7 separate regions of the Mus musculus genome follow, and regions 2, 3, 4, 5, 6 and 7 are each linked to region 1. The links are chromatin contacts, called in public Hi-C, HiChIP or PLAC-seq and promoter capture Hi-C maps. All regions are on one chromosome and are shown on one strand. The core of a region is the stretch at or near the end of the contact, and the rest is flanking DNA. Distances in the headings are between cores, read along the strand shown.

Region 1 (2,668 bases), core at 87-2,586:
AGAATTTTGAGAGCCAGCTGTAGTGGTAGTGCATGCCTTTAACCTCAACACTGTGGAGGCACATCTCTGTGAGTTTAAGGGTGGCCTGCCCCACATAGTGGGTCAGAAACTAAAAATGATTACTACCATCTCTTTATCTTCTGTGGCTATGGGATTCAGTTCTTTCCTTCTACCTTAGGGACCCAGAATGGGACTAGGACCATGCTTGGGGACAGCCACCTTTACCTGCTGAGCAATCCCTCCCCCCCACACACACACTTGCCTACTCTTTCAACGGGGACTGATAGTTTATATAACTATCACAGGTCATACAACTTGATATTTATATTAATATAGCTCAGGAAGAGAGTTGGTATAGAGCTGAGCAGCCTCTCGGAGTTAAAGAAGAGGAGTGAGCTGGAGAATAAGGGAACTGCACCTGGGAATAGAGTATGTGACGGGTGAGAACTGAACACAGGAGAGTCGAGAAGCACTCAGGACTCTGTGAGTGGATGTCCAGCCCAGCCTGTGATCAGGACATCTGTGAGCGGAATCCACCCAGTGCAGGGAAGAACCATCCAGAGCGACACTGGACAGCCTACAGAGGAACCGAAAGCTGGTGTGGTAGCTCATTTGAATGTTTGCCTAGCAAGTACAAAGTCCTGGGTTCAATACTCAGGACCTACAAAATCTGGTGCATGCCGGCGATCCCAGCACCTAGGAGACGGAGGCAGGAGACTGAGTAAGTTTAAGGTTATCCTAGACTATCTGGTGAGCTCGGAGACCATGAGTTAGAAGAGTGTCCTATCAACAAAAAGAGACTGGCTGCGGGGGACACTCGCTGCCGCGTGAATGTTTAGGGGCCAGATGCAGCCTGGAGATGGAAGAAAATGGAAGGGGAGCCTAGGGTTTGGGAGAGGTGGTGGGGAAAGCATTCCAGTGCAGCCGGCTTAAGGTCCCAGACAGACCTGGGTTTGAGTCCCGATTCTGTTGTTTCTCTGCTGTGTGTGCGCTCCTTGAGGCTCCCCATCTGTAAAATGGGTTCGTGAAGGTGTCTAAACCATTCTATAAGGTAGTGCGTGTAAGGAGCTTAGCGAAGAGCCAGGCAATTAGTAGCTCTTAACTGTTAGCGACCCTGCAGTCAGGGATCTAGGGATGCACAGACAGGGTTTGGGTGGTGGTGGGGGATGCTTGAGCAACAGAGGACAGGGAGGGTAGGAGATTCCCCAACTGACCCAGAAGCCCTGACGCCCTCACCTCTCAGGAAGAGGTCCAACTGTCCAGGAAAGGTTGGGGCCTGGGATGCTCTGCACTGGTAGCCGGTCAGTCCAATCCCGGAAGCCGGAGATCCGGGGGAGGGTGTTAGATTTCTCCGCCTCCTCCGGGCAGAGCACCGCCTCCTCTCTTAAAGCAAACGCGGTCACCCAGCGAAGACTCGGAAAACGCGGAAGACACCGGAGCGCCAAGTAACTCGGTGCTGAGTCCCGCCCTCTCGGTGGTCTTAAAGAGACAGGCGAAGTGGGGCGAATTCTCAGGAGTTCGGGAGTGTTTTACTCATTGTTTATACGTTTTACTTATGCAAAGAGAAAAATGAAAAAGAAAAAGAAAATAGGTCACCAGTTCCTGGTTTCTCTGGCCATGAAAACTTAACCAGCGAGGAAGGCACCATAGCAGATGGCTTGTGAATCAAAGAAGTTCTTTTGTCACTGTTCACAGAGGGCTGGCCCCTCAGCTGTACCACCTAGGTGTCTGACAGTCACCTCGAAAACAGCAGGACTTAACAACATTGGCATAGTCTGGCAAGCGACCTTGTGGTTTGCTTCCTACCTGGACCTCCAGGCTTGGAAAACTGTCTCCCCCTGCCCATAGGGGATGCTATCGTCTCCTCTGGGACTCCTGTTGCTCTGCTAATCCCCTGGGCTTCACCCTGCTTTGGCAATGCTTGCCTGAATTCTGTTTGCTTATCTTTGCCAGCCTGTGAACACTGAGAACAAAAAGATCCGGAATGGTTCTAGTCTCCGGGTGGCCAGTACCAGCCAAGGCAGTAGCATACAATTACTGTTCACAGTATTCTATCACGGACTGAAAGGGTCCCTAGACAGTTTTTGCTGTCTGGGAGGGAGCAGTGTAAACAGCAGACACTTGATTCACAGCTCATACAAGGAGACCAGTGTCTTTAGCTTCACCTGCAGGGTACTTCCAATTTGACTTCTAACATACTCTGAATATCAGTCATGATTGATAATGTTTTTTTTTCTTTTTAAAAAAAGAGTTGCTTATTTATTTTATGTATGTGAGTATGCCACTGTCTTCAGACACACCCCAGAAGAGGGCATTAGATCCCATTACAGATGGTTGTGAGCCACCATGTGGTTGCTGGGAATTGAACTCTGGATCTCTGGAAGAGCAGTCAGTGCTCCACTGAGCCGTCTCTCCAGATAATGTTTTCCTAACTGGCAAGCTGTCAGGTGTAATAACACACATTAGTTAATATAATTCATATGGAGGGGCTTTGTCTATGCAGGACCTCCAACTCTCAGAACAATGCTGCAAACCCGAGGGGGGCGCCCTTATTATATAAGGGGGTAACTGGGCTCAGAGTGCATGTGGAGCACTGTTGTTGAATGTCCGGAATGAACATCAGCTTATGAACTCAGACGTGCAAGCATGCCCAACACCTCTTCTGTCT
Region 2 (2,668 bases), core at 95-2,594, 750 kb after region 1:
AATGGCAAATAGAACCTGCAGACAGACCCAAGGAAAATGGTGCAGGTGGGGGTGGAGGTGCAAAGTGATTCTGATCGATGCACCCTCTGCATCTCCTCTCCCTGGGTAAGGTCTTCTGGTCTGGAGGTCACTCTGCCTGGCACCTGCAGGCTAAGCCTGTGGTGCTCAGTCTGCAGCATACAGCAAGAAGTAAATAGAACAAGAGGGTGGTTGCCATGCGGGCAGCGGCAGGAAGCAGACGCTCTCTGAAGCCTGATGCAAGTTAGAGAGGAATATAAGGAGGGCAAAGGGAGCCCATGCTAACCCTGGATGAGGGGGAAGACGCTTCACTGTGAAGAGAAGTCTTAGCCTTGGTGCCGGCTGGCCTATATGAACTCCTCATCTACTTACTGGGACGACTACATCTGGATGCAGAATCTGCTGCACATTACACGGAATTGGGGGCTGATCCTGCCTTTTAATCTCTCTTTAAACCTCCATTGTAAAAGGATCCGAAGCACCTCGGACCGCAAAACAAACTTTCACCTCTTTCCTGCATAAGGCTCCTCTCCAAACTGACTTTCTAACCTTTTTCCTCTCATGACTGTGCTCCTCAGCTTCCTACTTCTGCTCAGCCAATCTCTCCACTTGGATCTCCCCCCTCCCCATTTCCCAGAACCACCTTCCAGAGGCCATTCCTCCTTTGGAATGTGGGGGGCCTGAGTTACCTGACTGTTGCGCACTTCCCGAGGGTTTAGGGTCCCTCGTTTTCTAGGCACTGCGCATGCCCTGCACCTAGCAGACACTTTATAAACCTAGGGTTAGGGTTCTGTTTGTTGCCCCGGTGCTTTTGCTGCTTCCGTTTCATCCTTGGACAGTCCCTTCCCCCATCACACGCCAGGTCCTTTGCGATCCCCACTCCCACGCCCATTCCTCCGGCCCCACACGCCCCCGTCGCCCAGAGAACCGCTACCCCGGCGCACAGCCGCGCCCCGCGCCGCTCACCTGTTTCTGGATGTCCCGCACGCGCTGCTCGTGCAGGCGCGGCGCACTGCTCAGCTTGAACACCACCCAGGCGCGCACGTAGTAGTAGATATCGAAGATGAGCGAGAGCGGCAGCAAGAAGAGGCACACGAACACCCAGCGCTGGTGGATGAGAACGAACTCCAACCCCTTCACTCGCACCCAGAGCAGAAAGAGCAGCGCGCACACGGCCAGCGACACGGCGGGCTCCATGGTGTCGCGGCGCACCGCGCGGAAGGGTGCGGGCTCGCGCCGCCCGTCTCCTTCGCCCGCTCCGCGCTCCGCCGGCTCAGCGCCTGCCGCCACCGCCCCGGGAGCCTGTAAGTCGGGCCCGCCGCCTCGCGATTGGCTTGGGTCGCCAAGGTTCGGTGGGCCGAGACCCAGGCGGCGACCAATGGTGAGCCGCGCCGGGGATCGGACCAGGGAGCCGCTGCGTTCATTGGCTGCGGGAACCGGGATGCTCCACCCTCTTCTAGTCGGCGTGCGAGGAGGGGCTGACCTGGGCTGGGGGCGCTGGTAGGGTCGGCAAGCGGCGGGCTTGGCGGGGTTTAGGGCTCTCGCTCTGGAGGCAGCGGGACCACCCTTGATCTCCTCCTTGGGTGGTGCCTCCCGTGGACACACGTCAAGCAGTTGTGCATTGGGTTACCTCCCCAGGGTGGGAGGCGCTCCAGACAACCACCCTGCAACCCTGGCAGGAGAGCCTCTGGCCTTGACCGGGGCAGGTCATGACACTCTGTAGGCACATGGCCAGGAGGGGGAATCCTTTCAATTTTCAGGGCGTTTACCATAAATGCATTTGAACTACCCCCCTTAGCAGTTCTGGGCCGTGGGTAGCTGGGACCCCCATTTTAAAATACGCGATGGTGAATTCCACCTGTCGAGTAATTTTAAAAAGCACAGAGGCGTTGATGGCATTCTTCCATGCTGAACCCAAAGTGGATGGAGGCTTGGAGACAGGAAGAAAGAGCTTCAAGGCGGCATGGCAGCCCTAGATTAAGAGTAAGAACCCAGCACATGGCCCCGGCCTTGCGGAGCAACCAGGCCAGGCTGCGGAACAACCTCTGACCTCGCCAGAAGCTTGAGTCCGGTGGTATTTGCACTTTCCCTGAACAGGAGGAAGCTCTGAAGATTTTTCAAACCTCCCAGGGCCTTGTCTGCTTCACGTGTCTTTCCTTCCCCCCCCCCCCCCCCTTCCACCTTTGTCCGGACACGGACTCGGGCACTCCATTCTGCCATCCTTTATAGCGCCACCTTCCACCTTCGGTGAATCTGTCCCTAGAAGGCTCTTTCCCCATTGTATCACCGAGGTAAAGCACTACACAGCCTAGAGATTCGCGAGGTGCCACTTCTAAAGCCAAGTTTATGTACTTCTTTCAGAGGCTCACAGTTCTTTCCATTTTTATATAATTGTCCCTTTATGTGTCTCTCCCTCCTACAGATGGAGCTTTAGGGCAAACAACACCTTGTTATTACAGCACTTTTGAATTTCCAATTTGTGGCATAATGACTAGGGCATTGTAAGGCACACCGTTGTTGACCAAAGGATAAGTGAAGAATGTATGTGGGAGTTCAAATATCCAATAGAAATCAAAGTTCAAAGTGAGAGGTTGTTTACCCTCAGCTTCCAAAGGGAGGAGTCCAGACTGGAACCGACCGTCCTACCCAG
Region 3 (2,668 bases), core at 71-2,570, 700 kb after region 1:
GAGACTTAGAAAGGGACGCCATGGGCTGGTGAGATGGCTCAGAGGATAAGAGCATTGACTGCTCTTCCAAAGGTCCTGAGTTCAAATCCAGCAACCACATGGTGGCTCACAACCACCCGTAATGAAATTCAGACGCCCACCCTCTTCTGGTATATTTATAGACATCTTTAAAAAAAAAAAAAAAGTAAAAAAAAAAAAAAAAAAAAGGGACACTACAGCTGATGTCTCTGACACACACACCCCCCCCCCCCCCGCTCAGTGGTATACTGTGGTCGCTCTATCAGCTGTGACTCTGTGACTGCCAGGCCTGGAGCCATTAGTCCAGCTTTCCATTTAAATACCAACTGTGGTGTGGGTCTGCTGTAGGAGGCTGCTGTGCCTCTGGTGTGCTTTGCCACTGGTTGGATGCAGGACTGAAGGTATCTTCCATCGACCTCCAGTTATCTTGTCACAGGAGTGGGGTGTAGACAGACATCTGTTCCATCTCTGCTGAAAGCCCTTGCAGGGCTCTGGGGTAATGAAGGAGACATTAGCACAGCCAGAGGATGCTATCAGTAGGGGAAGGGAGGAGGAGGGAGAGCTGGTCACACCAGGTTGGGGGCACACCCTCCCCTCTTTCTTCACCTAGCAAGTGATTCCTCCTTTGGGATTCTTCCCTGAAGTGCCTGTCCACAGGCTGGGCCCCACCCCATTCCCCACCTGCTAGCCTGGCCAAGCTGTGGAAGTGGTTGTCAGAGGACAGGGACCACATTTGGGGGCCAGTCGTCCTTTAGTGTCTGCTCAGAGTGGATATCTGAGGTTCTGATGCCACTGCATCCCTTCTGATGTCTCTAAGTACCTTCACCTATCTCTCTACTTGTCCTCCACGTGCCATCTTCCTTGGCTTCCCCGCCCCACCCTGCCCTGCCACGCCCCTCTCCCCATCGCTCCCCTCCCCCGCCAGAGTTCCATCCAGCAGAGAAGGACCAGAATTCCCAAGTCTGCTCTCCCCTCCGTTTCCCTTACAAGGTGAACATGAAGGCAATTTCTGAGCCTGGGCTCTCCCCAGTATAAGCAGAAATAAACAGATTCTCAGCAAGTGACAAGAGCTCTCTCATTAAACCCCAGGGGGATCCTAAGGTCTGAAGGAGCCCAGGAAGGGTCTCAGGCAAGGCAGCATTGGGAATATAAAGTGAATGATAACGTCAGGGGGCAGCCAGCACGCTGGAGAGCTCCCACGTGTCACGAAGCAGGTCTGTACTTGCTGAATCATAACGCCCCGGTTGCGGGTTGCCGTGGCAGCGCGCGGTGTCAAGGGGGTGTTGTGCCGGGGTGGGGGCAGGCTGGAGTCTAGGCTCAATGAGACCTCGCACCCACGGCGCCCCCCCGCGCAACATCATGTCCACCATCCCCAAGTGGTTCAAAGGGGCGCCCTTTGGGGTGCAGAGCCACAGGTGGGGCCCAACTGCTTCCTGGCCTAGCACCCAGGATCCAAGGGAGTTCCTGTGGCCCCACCAGCGCCTCTGCCTCCGCCTCCGGGAGGAAGGCTAACCCAGAAGGCTGGAGCCCGGGAAGGAAGGGAAGAGGGCTGGCTCGCCCCTCCCCCACTCACTTTCTCCTCCTCCTCCTCCTCCTCCTCCTCCTCCTCCTCCTCCTCCTCCTCCTCCTCCTCTTTTCTCCTCCTCTCTTCCTATGTAGCCCTGCTTGGACAGAACTCACAGAGATCTGCCTATCATTGCCCTCTCTGTGCTGGGATTAAAGCCTCTAAGTTTGTTTGTTTTCTGTTCCATTTTTGTAGCAAGTTCTTGCAAACTATTTCCAAACCACCTAATGTAAAATATTCATAGAGGCCACATGGTCTGCCCATCCCATGAAATTTAGCTAAAAAGTTTTGTTTGCAACCCAGGTGTCTTATTTCTTTTTTCTTTTTCTTTTCTTTTCTTTTCTTTTCTTTTCTTTTCTTTTCTTTTCTTTTCTTTTCCTTTCCTCTCTCTCTCTCTCTCTCTCTCTCTCTCTCTCTCTCTCTCTCTCTCTCTCTCTCTCTCTCTTTCTTTTTGAGACAGTCTCTCTACATAACCCTGGGTGTCTTGGAACTCACTCTATAGACCAGGCTGACTTCAAAGTCATAGAGATCCACCTGTCTCTGCCGCCCAAGTGCTGGGATTAAAGGTGTGCACCATTATGCTCAACTGTCATATTTCTTTTTATGTTCTATTATGTAATATAGTTGCATATAAATGACCTACTATGTGCCACACACGGTTCTAGAATCTGTGATCATGAGGTGGTCTGGATAATTAAACGTATATGAAAGATGATATGAAGTATCCACCCTGTAGTATAACATCTATCTATCTACTTGAGCTGGGAAGGATAATGGTAAGAACTCTGAAGAAGAATGAAGCTGTAGGGAGAGGCAGAGCATAGGGTGGGTGGCAGAGCATCTCAGGAACTCTCAAAATGATGAAGCAGATCCAAAGTGACATTCAAGGGTCAGCTCCAAAGTCGCCTGTCCTGGGAAACCAACTGCCTGTCCACCAGGGCTGCCCCAGTCAGGACCAGATGGGCCCTCACTTATACCTCTCTTAGGTTTGATGTCTCCGCTGTCTATCCCAACCAGAAGAAATTCAGCACCTTCACAGAGGCCCCATACTCCAGACATCATTCGGTGGAACTGGTGAGCCTGCTT
Region 4 (2,668 bases), core at 93-2,592, 660 kb after region 1:
TCAATTCCTTGTCTCGATCCCTACTAAGTCAGTATTGCTAGGCGCTGAGGCATATTTGTAATCCCAGCACTTGGGAGCCAGAGGTAAGAGAATCAGCTAGGTTTGCACATCTGAGTTCCAGGACATCGGAGGAAATGAAAATCTGCCGCAACAAAAAAGTCAATATTGTTTTAACTGCTCCTCTCACCCACCACACATTCCTGGTCAGTTTGCATCTTCACTGTCCAAACTGTTGAATTTCTGACCTATATATTCTCCCATCTTTGGAGAACATAGTACACGCTATTTGAAACTTAGTGAGGCAGAATCTCTTCAGACAATGGTGCCCCTGCAGATCTGAGTATCACCCTGCAAAGCACCCTCTGGCCAAACCAGAAACCTGCCCTCATCTACTCTGCTCCACAGTACTGTCACAGTTTTTAGTCCTCTGGCCCAGCCTGCTCCACCTGACCAGCCTGCACCTCAGTTCAAGATACCATCATCCGTGACTGTTAAAACAGTCTCTACTGGCCTCCTTGCATTCCTTACACTTTCAACTTAACACAGGCATTGGTAATGACAGTTTCTTGCTGCCTTTCGAGTGTACCGCAGATCTCACCTGTAAGAGGCCTTTTCCCTGCCTTCGCCCTATTTCAGGTACACAGTACATGAACACACACACGATCCAGTCAGGAAAACTGCACACAGTGTGCTTGCAATGCCTAGTGCCCTAAAGGTTTGTGTATTATGATGCCCAATTCATAGGCTCTGAGATGGATCATAGGGTCATAGGCTCTGATTTGTGTCAGGTGACATCAAAAGGCCCATGGCCATTCTGGATTGCGGGAATTTGCCTCCAAATACCACCAACGTCAGCGCAGCATACAACAGCGATGAAACTTCCAACCCCTGCTCTATCTTGGCCTTTACGAGGAGTGAGCGTACTGCGGTCACTTCATTCCTCTTTAGAACCCTAAGGCGGCTGAGCCACCAGGTCATCCCCGGGACCGGTCCAAAATGGGCCCTTTTAGGAACTCTGTGCCTCTAAGTAAGGGCCACGCAAGGATAACTAGGGCGGAAGTGTTGCTCTCAAACAGCGGGGGTGGAGATGGGGAAAGGTGAACTGCAACCGAGCACACGACTATCCAATAGCCTGTGGCGACTGAGAGGATGCACGCGAGACAGCAGACACCAGATCGTGGGTGCGCGTGCCCAGAAACTGTCCCTAGATTCGCTGGGCCCTTCCTAGCCACCCTCCAAGTCCAGCGGCCACCGATGCTCACCAGCAGCAACTCAATACCTGAGTCGGGCGCTCTTCAGTCACGCAAAGCCAGTGCGCCTGCGCCGACATGGCCGGAGCCTCGCCCCCTGTGTTTCTCACCAATCGGAAAGCCGCACTCACGGGAGGGGGCGGGATGCTCCGGTCCCACGCTCTGGAGAGAGGCTGGAGAGGTTTTCCGGAAAGCAAACCAAAGAGCCTCGCTCTCCCGCCAAGATTCCGGAAGTGCCCTCTAGGAATTAGCAAGGTTCAACTCTATGATCAAACCTTACTTTAAAGGATTTGAGTCCTGTTTTTACCGCCCACTGCTAGGCCCGGTCTATGTGGAGAGCAGGTTCATTGACAATAGCTATGTTTCAAATCTACGCTATGATTGAACAAGCCACAATTTAAATGAGTTTAAAACTATGAAACACTTGCATAAGGTCACCTGTATTACAATAGCCAAGGAAGTCTTTTTAAAAAATTTTATGAAGCAGAGATGGGGTTTAATAAAGACATTTTAATATAGGCTGAAGCACTAGGCTTAAAAGCACCAGGGGAACTGGAGAGCACGGATGTGGCTTCTCAAAGGCGAGTGTCCCTGAGTCTTGAAGATGCGACTTGAAACATTCGTTGCTGTGCTGGTTAACAACCACTGCTGTGCTTCAGAGAACCAGTGTTCGGTTCTCAGCACCCACAATCACTGAAACGCCAGCTCCAGGGAACTCCAAAACCTTCTGACCACTGAGGATACCCACCTCCACTCCCACACAAACTCACACACACATACAATGAGGCTGGGTCTTTTCTTCATTTACAAGATGTATATGTACATGGTTTACATAAGTGTGTTATGTGGTATGTTTGTATGTGTGTAGGAACACATATACACGTGTGAACTAGTGTGTGAAGGCCCAAAGCTTTCATAGGTGTTTCTCATCCATCTCTACCTTATACACTGAGGCTCTGAACCCCCTCTTCATGTTTCATGGCACCCACTTTACCTGATGAGCTGTCTCCCCAGCCCTCACAAAATAGTTTATGAATAATTACATAGTACACGCTACTGCTGCAGCTGTGGGGAAGCAGAGAATGGGGAAAACAGCTCCCAACATTCATGTTAGAAGTGATGGCCTGTAAGCTGACACAGTCAAACTTCAGCCGACCAAGTGTCTTAGTCTGCTTTCAGTGGCTGTGAGAAAGATAACAACCAAAAGCAACTTGGGGAGGAAAGGGTTTGTTTTAGCTTATGAGTTACCGTCCATCCCTGGGGTGGGGGTGGGTAGCGAGGAGTCAAGTCTCAGGACAGGAACCTGGAGACAGGAATTGAAGCAAACACCACTGAGAAATACCGCTTACTGGCTTGTTCCTCATGGCTTGCTCAGCCGGCCTTCTTGTACAACCCTGGAGCACATGTGCAAGGGTGGC
Region 5 (2,668 bases), core at 53-2,552, 640 kb after region 1:
TGAGGCGACTTCCCACCTATGACGTCATGCATATTCGGGAACCCTGGTCGCCGAGTCTCACCCTTGACTCGTCATCCGGTTTGCCTAACACTAATGCAAAAATATCCAGAGACATATTTGGTGTTGCCACCTGACAGTGTCAATGTTACTAACAGCTGTTGGGTAAAGAGCGGGTGTCAGGCACACTGTTAAATGCCTTACAGGACATTACAGGCAGGACAGCCCCCACATCCAAATGGTTCCCGGGTTGAAATTTTTCAGAGATGAGCTCAGCGGGAAGCATGGGGACTGTGGTATCCAGAGGTTGTGTGTGTCCGCTGGAATGACTTGCCAGACAAGAGACTTCTCAAGGAGGTTTGGAAAGATGACCACATCTGGTCATCTGTGGGTGCAAAGGTACCCTCAGGTACATGGGACCCTCTTCAAAGTCCCAGTGAGAGGGAACCTGGAAAAAGAGGAGAGATGCAAGGGCCAGGTCCTAAGGCCATGGAGACTGCTGAGGAGGTAGGGGCAGTGGGGAGGCATGGTGGGGGTGCTGAGAAGAGAGATATATGAGCAGATGTCAACTTCAGAAAACTCTTCGTGGGATGTAGGGACCCCGGGGCAAGGCTGGTGGGGCGAAAGATCAATGCAGCTGTACTGAACAAGAACCTGTTACTAGTCAGTAGTGGTGAATGTGTCAATAATCACAGCCCAAGGATTCTACCTGTGGGCATACATCTCGGGGTAATTTTCCCATGGGCCTATGGGGGTATCTGTGAAGACCTCTGTTGTTGTAGTATCCATGAGGTGAGCAGGCAGGCTGGGCACCCATCCTTGTAGGGTAAGCCACATGGAGTTTCACATGTAGTTATAGGTTGTAGGGGTGTATGGGGACCTCAAACCTTGTGCTGCGTGAAGAAAAAAAAAGTATTTGTATGCTCAAAAGTTTTGTTTTGTTTGAAATAGGGTCTTGCTATATAGTCTAGACTGGTCTTGAACTTATGGTTCTCCTATTAAACCTAAGTGCTAGGATTACAGACAAATATCATGTGGCCTGGCTACGAAGTCATCTTTTGAGAACATTTATAGAAAAGACATAAAAGCATCAGGGTTGGAGAGTGGAGATGAAGAGTTTAGATACAAAAGGGAGTTAACCTAACCACGCCCCAAAGCGAGGAGACTAGAGGCCAGGCAAACTCTGCAATGGATGGGTGGGGCTGGGCGAGAGGGAAAGCGCGGAGTCAGGCCACACCTCCAGGCAGGCCACGCCCCCAGGCCGGCGGAACCCGAGAGGCATAGCCTCGCGCAGCCCGGACTGCAAAAGGAAGGGCATCCCTGCCGCCGGAAGGAGCGGCGCGTTTCTTGGTCCCGGGACTGAAGCGCCGAAGTTGCGAGCTGCCATGGAGAGTTCTGAGCCTGAGCCTACAGAGGACGCTTCCATGGACGCGTTCCTGGAAAAGTTTCAGAGCCAGCCTTACCGCGGCGGCTTCCGCGAGGATCAGTGGGAGGAGGTGGGCGGCGCCGGGGGCTTCTGGGGTAGGAGCTTGGTCCTCGAGGCTTGGTCACTGGTAGAAACCGTCCGCCTCGAGGTTTTGCGTATAAGTTGACTGCGTTTAAGACCACGGGGGTTTTGCAGGCAGTCCTGTCACACACCACCACCAGGCTCTACTACCAGGGGTCCCTTAGTTGTTTTACTGCAGCACCCAGGTTAGGGTAAACTTGAAAGGAGATGGTGAAGGTGGTCAGGAACGCGACAGCGCCTAGTTGAAGGTGATTGCTACCACCCATGGAGAGCGTTGGAAATCAGGATCCCACATTTAACACCTGAGAAACTGGATGTCTAGCTCCAGCCAATCCTTAGGATTTGCATATCATGCTCAGCGAGGAAAAAACTTTATGATGTCGTGTCCTGGGATTGGATCTAATCAGTAGACAACGCTAATTGTTCTTTTAAATTCTAGGAATTTGACAAGATTCCCCTATTTATGAAAAAAGCGCCATCAGAAATTGACCCCGAGGAGTTTCCTGACTTGGCCTGCCTCCAGTCGATGATTTTTGATGATGATCGATATCCAGAAGGTATCTTACTGTCACCCAGCACTTCTTTTGTGTCCTTGTTGAGTTGAGCGAAAGTATTATGGCTAACATGTCAGTGTTGACTCCACACATTCTCCTTTGGATGCCTTCTAAGTAAATGTGTACAGTTCCAAGCCCCAGAGGCCTGACTTGGATGAAAAGCCTGATTGCCCTAACAAATCAGGAAGGGTGTGTGATGAGTGCCACGAGGTCCACCACTACTGTAGTACCAGAGAGAGGAGGGGGATTGCTTTTCAGTGAATGACACAATGTAAGAAAAGGAGCAGTGTAATTTTCTCAATAGAAATTAAAGTCCTTCAAAAACTGAGATAAATGTGTGTGTGTGTATGTGTATCTGGAAATTGAACCCAGAATCTCACATATGCTGGGTAAGTGAGCTATATCCCCCCTTCGTAAAACTGTTTGTGTGTGTGTATACGTGTGTACATACTTACAGAGATCAGTGGCTAGCCTTGTGAGGTGGATTCTTTCTTACCATTTCACATGTTCCTCAGGTCAAGCTCAGGTTGTCAAGCTTAGGGGCCAGTGCCTTTACCTGTTTAGCCATTTCTCTAGACCATCTTTAATTCCCCTTTTTAAAACAGCACTT
Region 6 (2,668 bases), core at 92-2,591, 610 kb after region 1:
TCTATAGATGGTCTCCCTTACTCCTTGGCTGAGTGGCCCGGAGCACCTCACGTCACCTGCGACAGTCTGAACAGATACTTGATAGCTATTCAGCAGAAGGGTGAACTGTTGCAGTAATGGCTTCCTTAGGAGGGCCCTGTCCTGTATCAGGGATATAGATAGATGCTGTAAGGCCGTAGGAAGTGGGCAGGATAAGAGGGTAGTACTGAGGACTGTGCTCTATGGAAGAAGACTGGGGGAAACTGGGCAGAGACCTGGAGAACAGAGCCTCAAAGGGGGTTTGGTGAGCATCTTTAAGTCTCTGCAGAATCATTCCTGGAGGTACCACAGCAGGGGATACTAAGGTATAAGATGCAAGGAGAGCTAGGGTCAAGCGGGATGTTGAGTGAGAGGGGGGGTCCAGCTGTTCGGCTACCCTTTCTCTCAGCAGGTATTAGCCATGTTCCTCTCCAGGTCACTACGGTAGTCTCGCAGTAGTGTGACGGTGGAGGAGATGGATGCCATCAAAGAACCCAGTACCCAAAAATCTCCGCAGTAGTCAGTGCTGCAAGCATAAACCATGGGGTATCAAAAAGAGTATGGGATGAGGAACATGGCCTAGGGTGGATGGAGCACGTGGTTTCCTGGAAGAGGGTGGCAGAGAACCTGTACAGAACCCATGCCAACTGCCAGGATGATAAGTGATGTGACTGAAGACTGGAGGGTGGGGGGACAGGGACTCTGACAGGCGTGCTGTATAATAGGTAGGGGTGAGGCCACACAGACAGATAAGATAGCGTCTGGGTTCTGGATTCTCAAGCTGGTGGCCTGAGAGGGCCCAAAGTCATGGCCAGAATCCTTGCTGTGGAAGGAACTGGCAGCCCCTTGTAGTTACAAGTCGTGCCAGCAGAGGGCGGTGGTGTCTAACAAGCTCCCAGCAGCTCTGTCCTCCTGTCCACAGATCCTTTACTACCAGACCTTGGATTCCTTGCAGAAACTTCTGAATGCCCTCTTTATTGAAGACCCCACTCCTACTGGGCTGAAGAGCATCCTGGAGGTGCGGCGTGGGGGGTGGGGGGGTGGGGACGACACGGGGCAAGCAGGGAAAGGGAGAAGGAAGTAGGAAAATGGCTTCATACAAGTGGGAGGTGGGCTCTGAAGGAGTGGCGTCATCCTGAGCCAGTGCCCTGCTTCCATGTTGTATTTTACGCTGTTATTTAGTTTTGGTGACGCTGAGGGTTGGACCCAAACCCTTGTACCTGCGAGGCAAGCCCTCTACCTCTGAGCCACAGCAGAGTCCTGTTCCCTCTTTCCTTGTTTATCTGTATACACAGTCACACTGAATTGCCCAGCACTGCCTTGAACTTTTGATCCTATTATCTCAGCTTCCTGAGTCACTGTCTGCAATTCCCCTACAGCCACTGCTCTTGCCCCACCCCTTTCTCCATTGTTATCCATGTCTCTTCTCTCTTCATTGACCCCGTCCCTTCCTTTGCTCTGAGTCCCCTTCTCAGCTCAAACCCCACCTGTCATTGATCCTCAGGAAGAGAAGGAAGACGGTGGCAAATTGCCTTCTTTCTTCTTCTGGAAGCTTCTTGCAGATTACTGACTTACCCACAGACAGCAGGGGCTGGCAGACAATGGTAGCAGAATCTCTCCCTTGTCCCCACAGCCCCTAGGGCCCTGGATGAACTCTGGGAAGGCCCACGAGCGGGCTCGGGCTGTGAACAGCAACGTCTCTGTGTTGAACCACACACTTGTGACCCTGCCATTCTTAGTGAGTGTTCCTGGGTGTGACCCTGCCATTCTTAGTGGGTGTTCGGGGGTGGGGGCATTCCGGTGACTTCTCAGTTGATCTTCTGCAGCTGGGCAGGTCTTCTTGCCCTGCACTATGTAGCTATAGACTCCCTCCCTGTGATTGTGACACTCACAGATATCCTCGGGCTTCCCAACACTGGGTCTTCTGCTGGGGAGGCTCCTTCTTCGAATCGGGGATCCTGATGAGGAGATCGGACGGGAGGCTCTGGACGGCATCACCATCCTCTACACCATCCTGGATCTCCAGAAACGTATGCCCAAGTCAGGTCCCTAGCCACTGCACAGCTAGGGAGGGGAGCATGGTGGTACGGCTGGGCAGTTGGAGGCAGGCAGAATGGGTCAGATGGGGATTAGGAGCTGATGGGAAACTCCTATCTCCATGGAACCAGGAGCAGAGGTACAAACTAGCCATTGTTTTTCATGTTTGTTTGTTTTTAAGCTCTGGCCCCTGACTTTTAATCCTCCTGACTTAGCGTCTCAGGTACTGGGACTACAGGCATGTACTGCCCTGTTAGACAACAACTCTATCACGACAGGAGCTGTCCTTCAGTTGGCTAAGCTTTCCCATATTGTTCCAACCTTGATTTCTCCTTCTAATGTACCATGTGCACCTAGGTATGATGGCCCTGATGTCTTCTTCCTTTGTCTGTCTTTCCTACTAGACTGTAATGCCATGAGGGTAAGGCAGGATTCTCTGTTCTTTCTGAGTCTAGCCATGGGCTGGCATATGGTCTTATTCAGTGAATATGCATAGGACCTAATGAAGACCAGGTCCTACATTAGAGTCTGGAGCCTGTAAGTGAAAGCACAGCCTGAGGTTAGGTTTCAGGGAGCTCATGAGATGGTTTCCAGGCTGCCTTCAACCTCCTGC
Region 7 (2,668 bases), core at 103-2,602, 570 kb before region 1:
GATTCAGCACTGGGGGGGGGGGGGGAGTGAATCAGAGAAATAATCTAGCTGCTTAGAAATAAGTGCTCGCTTCCTACACTTCATCTTTCATTACCAGAGAGAACATAAGCAATGGGAAACCAAAGGCTAAGTCGTAGTGAAGGAAAGGTCTGTACCTCTTTCCTGATCATGACGTCATTTTTGTAATTGCTGTTGTTGGCGTATCGCAATTTACCTTCGGAAGAAAAAAGAAAAAAAAAAAAGAATGCAACGTATTAGAAAACATGAACAAAGCACCATTACCCTCCAAAGAATATGAGCTTTGCCTAAATTATATCGAATGTTTCAACCCATTTCCCAGCTGTGATAGTAGTGTTTTTGGTACTTCACTTGAAACTACTGAACAACAGAAGAAGGACCTGACAGTAAACTAGAGTCCCGGGAAAAGGCTGCCATGATGTAGCAAAAGAACACGTTCTCAGCTGTAAACAGGAATTTTAATGCTATCTTAGCTGCACAGAGAAGAACATGCTGATGTTCAACTGGGTTGGGAAAGGACTTTGAAAACTAAGGAAGCTGTATGCAAGCAAGCACTACAAACACCTGTATAGCGAGGCTCTTGACTAACATCACCCCCTACTACTGTCTCTCAGTCACCCCAGTGACCACCTGGATATGTCTGGCTCTTTGAGGTCCTATGACACTTGCTACTCCTGTAGATGCTTTTCTTCCTGTACTTCAAAAATTGATCCCTTTTCAATTACGGCTTAATTCAAATTCACACTCCTCAGACTGCTCTTTAAAAGCGACCTTACTTTTTGATCACTCCACACTACAAGAGATCGCTGTGGTTTCTTCCGGCTCTGAAACACATGTTCCACGAGAGGGGAAAATTTATTTTTGTTGCTCTGTCCCCAGACTGGAAAACAAACAGCCCATTCTCAGATGGACATTAAATCTTTGTTGAATGTAAGCAACCTGGCTTTTTAAAAAGCTACGAAGGAGAATCGCCAGCGGATGAAGAGAAAGAACCAATGAAGCCGACAAAAGAATGCCTCTTTCACGACCCAACAGCACGGTGGTCGGCGTCCCTTGCTTCGCTTCGCCACATTCCGCAGCCCGCCTTCTCTCCGCCCTCCCCGGGGCCGGTCCCACTGCCCGCAGCCGGGAGGCCGCTCTTACCGTCAGGTCGGAATTCAAACTCCAGGAACTCATGACCGAACTTGCCTTTGTGGCCCACGTAGTAACGCAGGTAAAAGTCACTCTCCATGCCTCGCAAGGGACAAGGAGGACGGAACTTTAGGAACGGATGACACTACCACGGCCTGCGGTCTACGTCTTATACTGGCGTAATGGTGGCGCGCGGAAATGACGTCTGCCACCGCGACACTAAGAGTTTCTCACTCTCCGGAGGCGGGAACGAGATTACCACGCCCCCTCCCCTAGACGCTGGGTCAAGATCGCCACGCCCCCTTGGTTGTATATCGAGAGTTCTGGAAGATCTTGGGATCCGAGAACTGCATCTGGGTTTCAGCCCAACACTGAGCGCTAGAGTCCTGTCAGGCGCAACCTCAATTTAAAGAGACAAGTGAGTCGAACGAGGTTATTCACACTCTGAACCTAGATGGGTTTCCACAGTAAAAGGAGGCAAAATGATTTGCTCATCTATGAGTACGCTGCCACCCCCATCCCCCGCCTTCTTCCACTCCCCAGTGTGTAGATCAGGAGGTGGCTCTGAGGCGGGAGATTAGTAGTAAATGTCTAAAGAGCGTAATGAGAGTTTGAGACCAGTGGCTGCATACTAAGACCCTGTCCCGAAAAATAAAGTTGGCTTTACTTAGCTGTCTTTTAAGAATGACTCCTTTCCCATTCCACAATGTTGCCTGAAACTTGCCTGCATTTAGCTAACATCCCTTTCTGCTATTTCTTTATTTTACGTGTAGGCAGAGTACTGCTACCTGATCCAGACTGACCTGAAACCACAAACCCTCCTACCTCATCCTCACGAGGGTCACCACTCATGAACGAGTTGCCTTTCATTCTTCCCTTTCAAGCTAACATGTCTAGATAGGTGTTGTGGGTCGGTTAAATGAATGTTGGATCCCTACTAGGCTTTTTTGTCTTGTTTTGTTTTGTTTTTCGAGACAGGGTTTCTCTGTGTAGCCCCGGCTGTCCTGGAACTGACTCTGTAGACCAGGCTGGCCTCAAACTCAGAAATCCACCTGCCTCTGCCAAGTGCTGGGATTAAAGGTGTGCGCCACCACCGCCCGGCTCCTACTGGTCATCTTATTTAGCAGCGATTCTCAGCCCTAGCCACATGCTGACAGAATCCAGTTTCACTGAAGCCTCTAAAAAAATACCCAGGTGAGAACTGGGCATGGTGGCCAATGCCTTTGATCCCAGCACTTCAGAGGCAGAGTGGAGTAGACCTCTGTGAGTTTAAGCCTAGACTGCTCTTTGCATAGTGAGTTCCAGGCCAGTCAGGACTACCAAGTAAGATACACACACACAAACTGAAACAAAAACGAGGTGGGTCAAATGTGGAGACCACTACCCAAGAGGTTCATTTTCAAGAGCCAAAGTTGACCTCTGTGAAAGGTCAAATTTCTGGTGCGGGAATTTTAAGGTCAAGTAGGTGAAATACGGTAAATTCTAGTCATAGAAGATTGACACACGACAGGTGTGGTGG

The links. Promoter capture Hi-C pulls out the DNA fragments that hold promoters and counts their contacts. HiChIP or PLAC-seq counts read pairs in DNA pulled down with a chosen protein or histone mark. Hi-C and Micro-C count contacts between places; a contact is called where the count stands out from the background.
Region 2: a promoter capture Hi-C map of pre-B cells shows a contact between it and region 1, with 3 times the contacts expected there. The contact joins the promoter of Dhcr24 here to the promoter of Yipf1 in region 1. A contact is called at or near these places in 10 of 39 promoter capture datasets (the C10 cell line, the HPC-7 cell line, fetal liver and 6 more), 4 of 115 datasets of contacts at active chromatin or transcription factors (astrocytes, embryonic forebrain, embryonic hindbrain and 1 more) and 1 of 9 other capture datasets (adipose tissue).
Region 3: a contact with region 1 is called in an H3K27ac HiChIP or PLAC-seq map of embryonic stem cells, with 3 times the contacts expected there. The contact joins the promoter of Lexm here to the promoter of Yipf1 in region 1. A contact is called at or near these places in 16 of 39 promoter capture datasets (the 3T3-L1 cell line, 3T3-L1-derived adipocytes, the C10 cell line and 11 more), 4 of 115 datasets of contacts at active chromatin or transcription factors (astrocytes, embryonic stem cells and neural tube) and 2 of 9 other capture datasets (embryonic stem cells and liver).
Region 4: a contact with region 1 is called in a Hi-C map of CD8 T cells, with 3 times the contacts expected there. The contact joins the promoter of Pars2 here to the promoter of Yipf1 in region 1. A contact is called at or near these places in 9 of 39 promoter capture datasets (the C10 cell line, cranial neural crest, embryonic stem cells and 5 more), 1 of 15 datasets of contacts at CTCF or cohesin (the NIH/3T3 cell line), 4 of 484 Hi-C or Micro-C datasets (B cells, CD4 T cells, CD8 T cells and 1 more), 2 of 115 datasets of contacts at active chromatin or transcription factors (astrocytes and neural tube) and 2 of 9 other capture datasets (adipose tissue and liver).
Region 5: an H3K27ac HiChIP or PLAC-seq map of embryonic stem cells shows a contact between it and region 1, with 6 times the contacts expected there. The contact joins the promoter of Ttc4 here to the promoter of Yipf1 in region 1. A contact is called at or near these places in 8 of 39 promoter capture datasets (the 3T3-L1 cell line, cranial neural crest, embryonic stem cells and 4 more), 1 of 15 datasets of contacts at CTCF or cohesin (the NIH/3T3 cell line), 4 of 484 Hi-C or Micro-C datasets (CD4 T cells, embryonic stem cells, pre-megakaryocyte-erythroid progenitors and 1 more), 3 of 115 datasets of contacts at active chromatin or transcription factors (astrocytes, embryonic stem cells and trophoblast stem cells) and 2 of 9 other capture datasets (adipose tissue and liver).
Region 6: a contact with region 1 is called in a promoter capture Hi-C map of embryonic stem cells, with 2.3 times the contacts expected there. The contact joins the enhancer-like site here to the promoter of Yipf1 in region 1. A contact is called at or near these places in 2 of 39 promoter capture datasets (embryonic stem cells and pre-B cells), 3 of 115 datasets of contacts at active chromatin or transcription factors (T-cell acute lymphoblastic leukemia, astrocytes and embryonic stem cells) and 1 of 9 other capture datasets (embryonic stem cells).
Region 7: a contact with region 1 is called in a CTCF HiChIP or PLAC-seq map of the NIH/3T3 cell line, with 5 read pairs. The contact joins the promoter of Magoh here to the promoter of Yipf1 in region 1. A contact is called at or near these places in 1 of 39 promoter capture datasets (the 3T3-L1 cell line), 1 of 15 datasets of contacts at CTCF or cohesin (the NIH/3T3 cell line), 1 of 484 Hi-C or Micro-C datasets (LSK cells) and 1 of 115 datasets of contacts at active chromatin or transcription factors (embryonic stem cells).

What each region holds. Positions count from the first base shown.
Region 1 is chr4:107,313,031-107,315,698 of GRCm38.p6, reverse strand. It overlaps Yipf1 (Yip1 domain family, member 1), which reads right to left and starts at 1,336. Exons shown (of 10, transcript NM_145550.3): 1 at 1,237-1,336.
Region 2 is chr4:106,559,714-106,562,381 of GRCm38.p6, reverse strand. Dhcr24 (24-dehydrocholesterol reductase) reads right to left here and starts at 1,344. Exons shown (of 9, transcript NM_053272.2): 1 at 985-1,344. The coding sequence starts at 1,215.
Region 3 is chr4:106,615,890-106,618,557 of GRCm38.p6, reverse strand. Lexm (lymphocyte expansion molecule) reads left to right here and starts at 1,320. Exons shown (of 10, transcript NM_183182.3): 1 at 1,320-1,433; 2 at 2,569-2,656. The coding sequence starts at 1,339.
Region 4 is chr4:106,649,743-106,652,410 of GRCm38.p6, reverse strand. It overlaps Pars2 (prolyl-tRNA synthetase (mitochondrial)(putative)), which reads right to left and starts at 1,342. Exons shown (of 2, transcript NM_172272.2): 1 at 1,280-1,342.
Region 5 is chr4:106,677,578-106,680,245 of GRCm38.p6, reverse strand. Ttc4 (tetratricopeptide repeat domain 4) reads left to right here and starts at 1,302. Exons shown (of 10, transcript NM_028209.2): 1 at 1,302-1,493; 2 at 1,944-2,061. The coding sequence starts at 1,383.
Region 6 is chr4:106,706,839-106,709,506 of GRCm38.p6, reverse strand. Mroh7 (maestro heat-like repeat family member 7) reads left to right here. Exons shown (of 24, transcript NM_001126487.1): 8 at 941-1,036; 9 at 1,652-1,756; 10 at 1,913-2,048. Among named protein-coding and RNA genes, the nearest start is that of Mroh7, 20 kb to the left of the region's middle. Within about 2 kb of position 1,341, at least 49 of the 459 cell types and tissues checked have an H3K27ac peak or open chromatin away from gene starts, as enhancers often do. A contact at or near this core is called in embryonic stem cells, where this site is marked.
Region 7 is chr4:107,878,439-107,881,106 of GRCm38.p6, reverse strand. Magoh (mago homolog, exon junction complex core component) reads right to left here and starts at 1,352. Exons shown (of 5, transcript NM_001282737.1): 1 at 1,162-1,352; 2 at 156-214. The coding sequence starts at 1,249.